Linked DNA regions of Rattus norvegicus: region 1 is linked to region 2. The links are chromatin contacts, called in public Hi-C maps. All regions are on one chromosome and are shown on one strand. Each heading gives the region's core, a stretch centred on a gene start, on an enhancer-like site or on the middle of the called end of the contact. The rest is flanking DNA. Distances are from core to core; before and after follow the strand shown.

Region 1 (5,502 bases), core at 1,480-3,979, 210 kb after region 2:
TTCTTTCTTTCAGCCGAGAAGGGGAGGGAGATGTGGATCTATGTCGCCTTGGAGACCTAATGTTTGTGAAGTAAAGATGTTATAAACACACGCAAGACAATTCTGTTCATCTGCACAGTCTTCTGTGAGCTTCTGTCAGGGAAGACTCATCAAAGCTACAGAGACCAGAGTCCCCTTTAGAGCAGATATAAGAAGGATCTACCTGGGCTCTCTGATGCTCGGAAGAAAAATATTTATCCAAAAGTTATCAATATGACTAAGTCTAGAAAAGTCTGTGTTTCTAAGATGAGGTGGATTAGACAGAGAGAGGATCTGTAGCTAAGAACAAGTACTGCTTTAGCAGTAGACCCAGGTCTGGTTCCCAGTCACCAACAACAGCACTTCCTGGAATCTGACGTCCCCTGGCCTCCATGGGCATATACAGGCATGTATGTGGTACATGTAAAACTCATATAAGTGTACATACATGCATGTATACACACATACACACACACACACAAAATATTTTAAAAGTTTGAAATTGGGCCACTGAGATGGTTACAGAGGTAAAAGTGCTGGACGACCTGAGTTGATTCTAAGGACTCAGGCAGTGAAAGGAGAAAAGTGACTCCCAAGTTGTCCCTGACGTTCTCTTACACATCTGCACATCCCTTCAAATGCAATAAAAAAATTTACAAATGAACACACACATGTCTTAGAAGAATCCCTCCCTCCCCGTGGGTCGCATACTTACATTTCTTACTCTACCAAATACCATTCTAAGGGGATTTCATTCGTTATTCCTGCTGCTCTTACAGAAAACTCCCTGGAGCTGGAGCGGTGGCTCAGCGGTTAAAAACACTGGCTGGCCTTCTAGAGGACATGGGCTCTAGCACCTGCAGCACAGCTCACGGCAGTCTGGAACACGTTTCTGATGCACCAGGTACAAACATATACGAAGGCTAAACACTCACACCCAGAAAATAAGATGGATAACTTTTTTAAAAGACGATGCTGATGCAGTGTAATTAAACCATTGGCCAAGAGTAATGCCAACTTTAGAATCCTGCGATTAAACTTTGCCATTCCATGAAACCAGAGCCCCCTTCTAAGGGATAAAGGCAAAGTCAGGGGCACCTTCTGGACATCTCTGTAGCCAAGCTTCTGGCTTTTCTCGTCTTGTTTTACTTCATGTCTACACTCACCTGGAGCGTCTTCGGTGTGGGGATCTTGAGCGGCTCCGTCTGCGATCTCTCTCCCTGGACCTGGACCTTTCTCGGCGTCTTCTTTCTCGATCCCGAGATGTGGACCGGGATCGCCTACGTTCTAAGACACAAACACAGCAGAGCTACAGGTTAATTTGAACACCTAGAGCTGTCCTATTCAAGTATAATGCAAGTCACTTCTAGTAGTCACAATGAACAGTTTTTTAAAAAAAAAAGTCTGCCGAGCATGGTACTCAGGGAAGAGGCAGGCCCTGTTCGTGAGTTCAAGGCCAGTCCACGAGTTCCAGAATAGCCACATCTAAGTGATAGAGAACCCTGTCTTAAAAAATAAACAAACAAACAAGAAGTAATTCTTGTGCATAGTGACACACATCTGTAACACCAGGACTGGAGAAGTGGAGGCAGAAAATGTAATCATTCAAGACTAATGTCTATTATGGTAAGGCCCTGGCTGTGTGTGTGTGAAACAAAGGTTGGGGTATTGCTCAGGGACATGTGCGAGGCACTAGGTTTGGTTCTCTTCAACACAAGCACACACACACACACACACACACACACCGAAAACCTACTAACACATCAACACATAACTTCACTTAAATTACTTTAAAGTCAAACAATGTGGTATATTTAAAATCACCCATATTTCGATTGCTTATACAATGGCTTAATATCTAATTAGGTTATCCCTCCAATAGGAATTATATTCTTAACATAAAGTTTTGTGGTTTTGAAAGTATGGCTGTGTATGAGGGCATTGTTCAATTTACCACTATCGTACAAATTAGTAAAATGGTCAAAGTAAAGCATAATAACACAAAATTGGTATTTTCCTCCCAAAAGGAAAACCAATCTATTGAAAATTTACAGCACTTTGACGGCTCAATTTGCTCGAGGCCCTGGTTGCCTAGTAAGAAAATTGAGTATACATCAGTTGAAGGTGAGCCTTGTTCTAAACATCTAGAGACTAATTCTAATCCCTTAACAGGACCAAGGTCACAGTAATCCTCTGAGTTTGCCCCCAAATCCCACCTTAAACCGCCTCAGTCCTGTACTCTTAGGGGCTGGGATACAAAAGACATTAGGATATCCTGTCTCAAACTCTAAACACTTTCAACTAATGACCTAGGCAGGGAACTTATATTTTTAGTAAGCATTTATAAGCCAAGGCAATCACTTGCTGAATGTTATGAGGGTGATGTTAATTCTCACACCAATATTTCAAGGTAAAGTTATCTAGGATGATTACGAGAATTGAACTAGAGAATGGCGGGCTGATTTATGATTTAAGCACAGTCCCCCCAGAAGCTAAGGGAAGGACTGTGGAACTCTTAATTCAGGGCGGGGCTGAGGAGAGCAGGCCCCGGCCTCGCCCCGTCCCACATTCTCCCCGTCCCTCGGGGCTGAGGACGTGGGTAGCACTGGTCACCGTCCCAAGCCGCGAGATTTTCTGGACTCACCCCTGCGCGGGGAGCGGCTACGACTTCGACCCATCGGAGTCCTACTCCTCCTCCGACCGCCCCGGAAACGACTCCATAACTTCCGGAGCAGCCGGAACTTGATTTTTTTTTTCCTGGCCGACTGGAAACTAGCAGGACGCGTTGCGAGGGTTCCGGCTGCTCCAGCAAACCGACTACCTAGGTCCTGTCCCGGATGTCGCCCCAGGGCCTGAAGTTCCTGAAAGAACTTGTGGCGGATTCTGCTTCTTCAAGTTAGGATTTCTTCCTTCTTGTCGCAAAGTACTTTGACCCCTTTGTCCTTCTGGAGAACTCACCTAGCTGTGCATCGCTCCACCCAGCATAATTCTCTCCTGTTTTCCCCAGCGTTTCTCCACACATTGAAAATACATCACACTAGTTCTTTTTTGTTCTGATTTTTGAGACAGGTTTCACTAGCCCTGGCTAGGAACTTACTCTGTAGACCAGGCTGGCCTCAAACTCAGAGATTTGCCTGCCTCTGCCTCCCAAGTGTTGGGATTAAAAGAGTGCATCACAGTGTTTAGGTCGCATGAATTCTAATCAGCATGAGCTGATTTTTGACTTTTGCACGTGATTCTTATTAAGTCAGCTTTAAATTTTCTCAGATGATAGCACCCTGGACTACTATGGCGGTGTGAGAAAGTTTTAATTTTGTACGTATGTGGGTGTCCCTAGAGCCTAGAAGAGGGCTTGTATTCCATGCAATTGGCCATTTAGAACCTCCTGACAGTAGGCACTGAGAAAAGGAGCAGCAAATGCTCTTACCAACTGTACTCTGCCATCTCTCAGCCTTTTTACTTTTGTTAAGTAAAAGACTCCATCCTACTCCTGAAAAGAACCTCCAGAATGTTGCCATAACTTTCCAAATGAAAGGCTTTATGATGCACACACACACACACACACACACACACACACACACACACACACACACACACACACACACACAGAGTGAATGGAAGTGCAGCCTCCACTGATGGAACCAATGCTAGGTGATGCCAGTCAAAGGCTGAGGCTTGGCTTTTAGAACAAAAACTTGGGAGGAGGCAGAAGAGGCTAGTTTTAGTTTGAAAACCTTTGGTCCACAAGTCATCATGTAAAAAAAAGTAAACACAATTAAATACATACATTTTTGTAAGCTTCTTTAATACCTGTTCTCAACTTAACTAGAATTCCCACCATGAGGCCTGACTTCCATATTTTTGAGATTATGGCATAATGTGTGTCAAGGTGTGGAAGAGCATTAGGAGTCTCTCGTCATTTAAAAGGCAGTTTTAGGGATAATCTTGAATAAACACTACAGAAAGTTGAAGTCACTGTCCCCAGTGCAAGAGGGGAATTAGGGGAAGCCAAAGCACTGTGCGTTCGAGGTGTGAGAAGAGAGCAAAGCAACATGGGGGCTATGGGTGATCAAAAGTGGTTGGGAAGTACGATGAAATTAGTTTAGCGGCCACTTCTGAGTGCCTGCTGAACGATGGATACTGCACTCAGGCAGCACTAGGGTAAAAGGAGGGATGACGTGGTCTGTGCCTCAAGAGGCTTGCAGTCTTCATCATGGAAGCAGATGACAGGACATTTTCACAGTGTGGATAGTGTCCAGTGTGTTCCAGAAGGATAAAAGGCCACTCAGCCTAATTTGATCTTCTAGGAGGGTTTCTGTAAATAATATTCCCAAGAGTTGAGATTACCTACTGTGCTATGTCCTACTTCACTGTGATATGAATACAAGTTTGTTCACACATATACACACACACATAGGTGCATATAACATTGTGCCGAGCTTCTTTACCTGCTTAGGCATCTCACCAGTTCGAATATATATATATACCTTTTGGTTACTGAGAAAGTCAGGGTTTGTCTCTAACAGTCATAACACTGATGGTGTCCATATGGAAGACACACAGAAGAAAGTGGGCGGCTGCTTCCTTTATTATTTGAGGGCGCTTGTGCCAAGGAGTAACATGGGACATTCTCTTGCCCGAGTGCCACCTTATTAATCCAATGGAGCTCCCTCTGTGTACATTTATTCCATTCTGAGAAACTGATTTTTCTTCAGCTTGTAGGAAAACCCAAATTCTATTTTTAAATATTTATTTATTACATATAAGTACACTGTAGTTGTCTTCAGACACACCAGAAGAGGGCATCTGATCTCATTACAGATGGTTGTGAGCCACCATGTGGTTGCTGGGAACTGAACCCAGGACCTCTGGAAGAGCAGTCAGTGCTCTTACCTGCTGAGCCGTCTCTCCAGCCCCCCAAATCCTATTTTGATAGTTACACTATTAAGTACATGCAGGCATGCTGGCAAATCCTTTTCACTTGCATGCTCGAGGAAGTTAACAAGTAGAGACCTCTGCAAGTTCCAGACCAGCCTGTCACATATCAAATTAGAGGCCAGATACATGCTAAGATCTTGTTTCAAATACACACACACATCCAAGTAGATATTTGGGCCAGACAGTTGACTAAATGCAGACAGAACACAGACCTGGAGGAAAGATGAGAAATAAAGACCAGGAAGCAATTTGTGAATTATAGGCATCAGAAGCTTGTCCTGAGGAGACTAAGGCTTGCCCCAGGGAACATGTTGGCTCAAACAGAGAGAATTCTGAAAGGAAGCCAAATTACAGAAGTATGTTCAAGAGTATGAAAACACTGCTAGAGCCCAGTATCAGAATTCACAGGGCTAGGGTTCTGAGGAGGAAAGAAAACTGTTTGGCCAGTAGACAGGCCACCACACATGCCTGGTCCTCATCTTCTGAGCCTGTGGATGTTGCCCTGTGGGACAGAAGGACGTACAGATGAGGCTGCTGCCCTCGATG
Region 2 (5,410 bases), core at 1,899-4,398:
GGCTGCTCTTCCTTTCATTCCTCTAGTTCTCTTTCCTTTCTTAACCCCATCGGGGCTACTTATTCTCTGTTTGGTGCACGTTCCACCTGGGCAGTTAATCCCTGGACACTTGTTTCTAATTTGTGACTTTCTTTACATTTGATATAATGGGGATGGGGTAGAGTACTATTGGACACAGATAGATGACAGCTTGCAAAGGTCGGTTCTCCCCTTCCACCAAGAGCTCCCTGAAAGTGCCCTTAACCACTAACGTTTGTTGGCCCTGTTCTTTTTGTTTCTTTTGCAGCATTGGTTGTGACAGGGTCTTACTATGTAATCCTGGCTGGCCTGGCCTGGAACTTGCTTTGTAGGCCAGACCAGCCTCCAGCTCACAGAGATCCACTTGTCTGCATCCAAAGAGTGCTGGGATTGCAGGTGTGGGCAACTAAGCCCAGTTTTGGCTTCTTATTTAAATTATTTAAAGCTGAACAGAGTAAAATGTTCTGCATTAGAATTTTGGTTACCCTGCCTCCTCCTTTGTTAAGAATGTGTTACAAACTCAGGGTGGTGGTAAATGCTTTTAAACCCAGCACTCTAGAAGCACGTGAGCCTGGTCCACAGAGCTAGTTCCAGAACAGTGAGGGCTACACAGAGAAAGACAGCCACAAAAGGGGGGAGGGGTGGGGGGTGGTGTTAGTCAGGGTTTCTATTCCTGCACAAACATCATGGCCAAGAAGCAAGTTTGGAGGAAAGGGTTTATTCAGCTTACTTCCACAGTGGTGTGTACATCTATGTATATGGAGGAGCTCAGAGGACAACTTGTTGGAGCTGGTTCGGGAGCTTGAACTCAGGTTGAACTCAGGTTGCCAGGCTTGTGTCCCCACGCCTGCTTTATGTTGAGCCATCTTGCCAGCTACACCTAGAGGAGTTATATGCTACACAGTAAATAGGAGGACATCCTGAGCTCCAGTGAAGACCCTGTCTAGAAAGAAACAAAAGCAAAGGCAAAGAGTCAGGTGGACCCATACTAACTGGCCTGCACCTTTCCCTCTGTAGGGAACACTTCCCCAGATCAAAAGGAGCCAACACCCTTTATCATCGAGTGGATCCCAGATATCCTCCCACAATCCAAGATTGGTGAGCTTCGAATCAAGTTTGAGTATGGTCATCACCGGAACGGACATGTGGCTGATTACCAGGACCCGAGGCCACCCATGGACCAGCCTTTGGAGCTGGCCCCTCTGACTACTATCACTTTCCCTTGAGGCAAATCAAGAGTATTTTGCAGAGTTTGCACATCCCAACTGCTGAGGACTGTAAATCCTAGTAGCACTTCTATAATCCCTGCCGATGAACCGCACTTGGCTAAGATGCAGTTACTCAGCCCATCCGTGTGTGTTCTGCAGAAGACTTTTGTAAACAGCCTTGTGTGTACAGTCTTCGTTACAAATTGGACACTTATTTCTGACCAGAGTTTTACAAAAGTCCAGCTCACTGGTTTCTCCTGGAGTCACCTGCAGCTTGTTTTCTGTAATTCTCTAAAGTCACAGCACTGGATCTTAGCTAACAGTGTTGGAAAGTTAATGGTGCCCTGGGCCGAGCAGAATCCTCTCTCTCTCTCTGCCTGAGAGCTCCAATCATACTCTTTATCCTGATAACAAATAAAGTACAATGTCACTAGTTTTTCCAAACCATCGATGTCATGATTTTACAATTAGAACCTTTGGGAGAATTTATCTTGTAGTCAGCAGGAAAAAGTGGGCCGTGAGTTCCAGTACTTCAAGAGCTACAAAGGGAGGGCTGGCCATTTAGCTCAGCGGTAGAGCACTTGCTAGGGCCCTGGGCTCGGTCCCCAGCTCCAAAAATAGAAAAAAGAAAAAAAAAAAAAAAAAAAGAACTACAAAGGGAGAACCTGGGATTTTTTGTTGAAGCAGCTGGTAAAATTCAAAACCTAGTTCTAGGTTCACTCATCACAGAACAGAGATGGTGGATAAAATTTGCCTTCTAGTAGAGAATGAAACATTTCCTGCACACCTGCCACGACTTCTGTTTACACTTAACTCCAGTCAGTTTTCTCATTGAGTCTTCATTTTCCCCCGGGTTATAGACATTACTCTTCCCACAGGCCGACTGGGGCTACAGATCGATTTCTACACAGTACTAAAATTATGTTTAGTTTACTTCTGTGAATATATTCTTTCAACTTGAAATATATTAGTTTGATATGCAGGGGGGTTTTCTGTCATGCTTTGCCTACATGTATGTATGAACACATGGGTGCCTGGTACCCTGGGAAATCAGAAAAGGTTGAAGCACTTGCAGCTTGAGTTAGGGATGATTGAGAGCCATCATGGAGATGCTGGGAACACAGGTCCTCTGATAGTCAATACTCCTAACTGCCGAGTCATCTCTCCAGCCCTTGAATAGGAATGTTGTATAAAACTCTCTTAATTGTTGGGGGCTGGGAAGATGGCTCAGTGGTTAAGAGCACTGACTGCTCTTCCAGAGGTCCTGAGTTCAAATCCCAGCAGCCACATGGTGGCTCAAAAACCATCTGTAATGAGATCTGATGCCCTCTTCTGGTGTGTCTGAAGACAGCTACATTGTACTTACATATAATAAATAAATATTTTTCAAAAACCTCTTAATTGCAATTGACAGAAACGCCCAGCTCCAACCTGCTCAACAAAAAGTGTCTATCTAAATTGTAAGCCCCAGGGTAAGGTCCAAGGACCCAGACACTGTATGAAGTGCTATGTGGGAAAACTGCACTTCAAAAAACAAGGTCGGTTTCCAACTGGGTGCATGACTGACTTCCTTCCTGCTTTCCCCTCTACGACTTGGTGTGGGTCCAGCAGCTTTGGCTGCGGTCTGGAATGCGCTCCTGTGGGACTCCGGATACTGTAGAAATGGACTAATTCGTGAATTCCTCGTCTGCGTAAAGACAGCATCACATGTTATCTGCTCATGTTGCTGGAGATGGTGCTTTCGGTACCGTCCTAAGACACAATTTCGGTTGCTGACAAAGGCAGGGGATGAGTACGCAGTCTCTATGTTTCCTGGTCTTCAAACTTCCCATAACCAGCAGCCGGACGACGTCAGGCTGTTTCAGGAGGCCAAGTAATGCAAGGCTTGAAGCCACGTTTCCGCCCACACTAGCAGAAGGGAAGCCGAAGCAGCATGCGTTCACGTGGCCCCGCGATATGACGTTACCACGCTGCCGCCGCACATCGCTTCCAGCCACACCGCCGCTGTTCTTCCGCCAGGCGGCGCCGCAGGTTGGTCACGCGCCTTGTGCGCAGCCGCGCTGGCGCTCCGGACACGTCACCACCTTCGCGTCCTTTCTGGAGAGCGCGGGAAGGAGGGCGCTGCGGGTGGTGACGTCACCGGGGTTCCCCGCGAAGCTCGCGTGGGCGGAGCTGGGGACGTGGCGTCCGCCGCGTGTGGAGCTGGATGGGAGGAGACGAGGGAGAAGAGGGGGATGGGTAGGGGAGATGGGCCGAAGGGAGCAGGAAGGTGTGGAAGGTTTTAAGGAAAAAAGGGAGTGAAGAAAGTGACTGGAAATGGGATGGGGTAGAAAGTGGAGGCAGGGGAAAGCCAGGAAGGAAGGAAGCGTGGAGGCGAGGGGGAGGCCGGAAGAGTTGGGGGAGGGGATTGGTTAAGGGTAGAAAGAGGGATGGGAAAGAAAGGAAGAGATAGTAGGAGGGATTTAGAAGGCCTGCCCTGCTCTCCTCTCCCAACACACATACCTTACTCCAGGCTCAGCCCTGAGGCCTCCAAGGTGTGTCTGTGGCTCCTTCCTGCAGTGGACTTTTCACCAGGGCAGCAGCCACGTCCGGCCTCCTTTAACCACCATCACCTCAGGAACAAAAGGCATAATACCTCAAAGACTTGGTAGTACAGTGGGTTTGTTTTGTTTCGTCTTTTTCTGTTTCTAAGGGCAGTCGTTCCCAGGAAGGTTTTGTGTTCTGTTCCCTGGCTTAACAGAAGTTTATCCCCATTCCCACCCCAGTAAGCCCTATGGGTGGCAAAGGAGTTAGAAGTGGGACCTGCTAAAGAACTCAAGGTGGGTACCAGAATTTACCTGAACACCAGCCTAATTCTTTGTCACTGTCAGCACAACACACACACACACACACTCACACACACACACACACACACACACACACACGAGTGACCTTGAGACACCCTTCCGTCCCACAGTCCTTGACTTCCAGAAAGACAGGGGTAGGAAGCTGAGGTCTGGGAAGCATCCTTTGAGCTGAGAAAAGTGGATTCCCTCTCCTCTCAGTGGGGACATAGTTGAACTATGGATACCTTTCCAGCTCTGTTATTAGGGTTTGGGTCTTCTGTAGAGCGAGTACCCAGGACCTCCTGCATGGTGTAAGGGACCCTGTGACCTTCCCTCCATGTTCTCTTTTAGTCAGTCCTGTCATGTTTATTATGACAAGACTACTTTGGGTTTCAGATGAAAGACAGCATATGAGGAATAATAAAGAGAAAGAACCCAGAAGGGATCCAGTCTTCCTTCTCATAGCCTTCAGCAGGGGTGGGCCAATGGAAGGGCTCTGTATTAGAGTCTATTTATCGAGGTCTAGCAGCAGTCACCCCTTCTGTACCTGCTTTTCCTACAAACCCACAGCGCCTGTTCTCCGTGCTCTAAGAACAGCAGCCTGTACATGGATCTTACTAGAGACAAGAGAAGGCTACAGACTGGAGGTTGAGTTTACACACAGCTTTTTACCCCTAATTGTCTGGGTTTTAAGACAGGGTCTCACTACACAGCCCAAGCAAGCCTCAAACCCAGAATGCCTGAGCCTTCTAGTACTGGAATTACTGGTATACTGTCCTGATTTTCCGCCGATGGAGAGCTTGGCAGAAGTGTGGGAGCAGAGAAAGTCCCAGGATAAGGCTGACAGTTAAATATGTGGTGCTCTGTAGTGGTTCTTTGGAGCCCAAGCTTTTTAAGTATCTGCTTCTTTTTTTTTTTTTTTTTTTTTTGGAGCTGGGGACCGAACCCAGGGCCTTGCGCTTCTTAGGTAAGCGCTCTACCACTGAGCTAAATCCCCAGCCCAAGTATCTGCTTCTTGACAGGCAGCTTCAATGTCATGTCCTGAGACTTTCTGAGCCCGGTTGACAGAACCTGTGTAGATAGAACAAGACCTTTCCTCCTGCCTTGGCTGGAAAAGCAGTGGTTCCTATCCTGAATCAGCCAACATGCTGTAGAGACCTATAGGCTCAGCCCTCAGGAACAGATTAGTGAGGGTTTGAGCAGTACCTGAGTCTAATCATCGGTGTCAGAAACTGCCTTGGAGAGCTGAGGATGCAGCTCAGCTGCTGGAATGCTGGCCCAACCTGCACAGAGCCTTGGGTTCTATCCCCAACACCGTATACATGGTGTGGTGCCTCCAGCATATAATCCCAGCAGTCA

Evidence for each region. Hi-C and Micro-C count contacts between places; a contact is called where the count stands out from the background.
Region 1: a Hi-C map of liver shows a contact between it and region 2, with 7 times the contacts expected there. The contact joins the promoter of Snrnp27 here to the enhancer-like site in region 2. A contact is called at or near these places in 3 of 12 Hi-C or Micro-C datasets (kidney, liver and mammary epithelial cells).

Annotation. Positions count from the first base shown.
Region 1 is chr4:120,687,883-120,693,384 of GRCr8, forward strand. It overlaps Snrnp27 (small nuclear ribonucleoprotein U4/U6.U5 subunit 27), which reads right to left and starts at 2,730. Exons shown (of 6, transcript NM_001108636.1): 1 at 2,663-2,730; 2 at 1,185-1,305; 3 at 1-56. The coding sequence starts at 2,696.
Region 2 is chr4:120,472,558-120,477,967 of GRCr8, forward strand. It overlaps LOC134486603 (a long non-coding RNA gene), which reads right to left. Exons shown (of 3, transcript XR_010065852.1): 2 at 3,729-3,838; 3 at 1-3,428. C4h2orf42 (similar to human chromosome 2 open reading frame 42) reads left to right here. Exons shown (of 10, transcript NM_001107872.3): 10 at 1,036-1,670. The coding sequence ends at 1,244. Among named protein-coding and RNA genes, the nearest start is that of C4h2orf42, 30 kb to the left of the region's middle. Within about 2 kb of position 3,149, at least 85 of the 93 cell types and tissues checked have an H3K27ac peak or open chromatin away from gene starts, as enhancers often do. A contact at or near this core is called in kidney and liver, where this site is marked.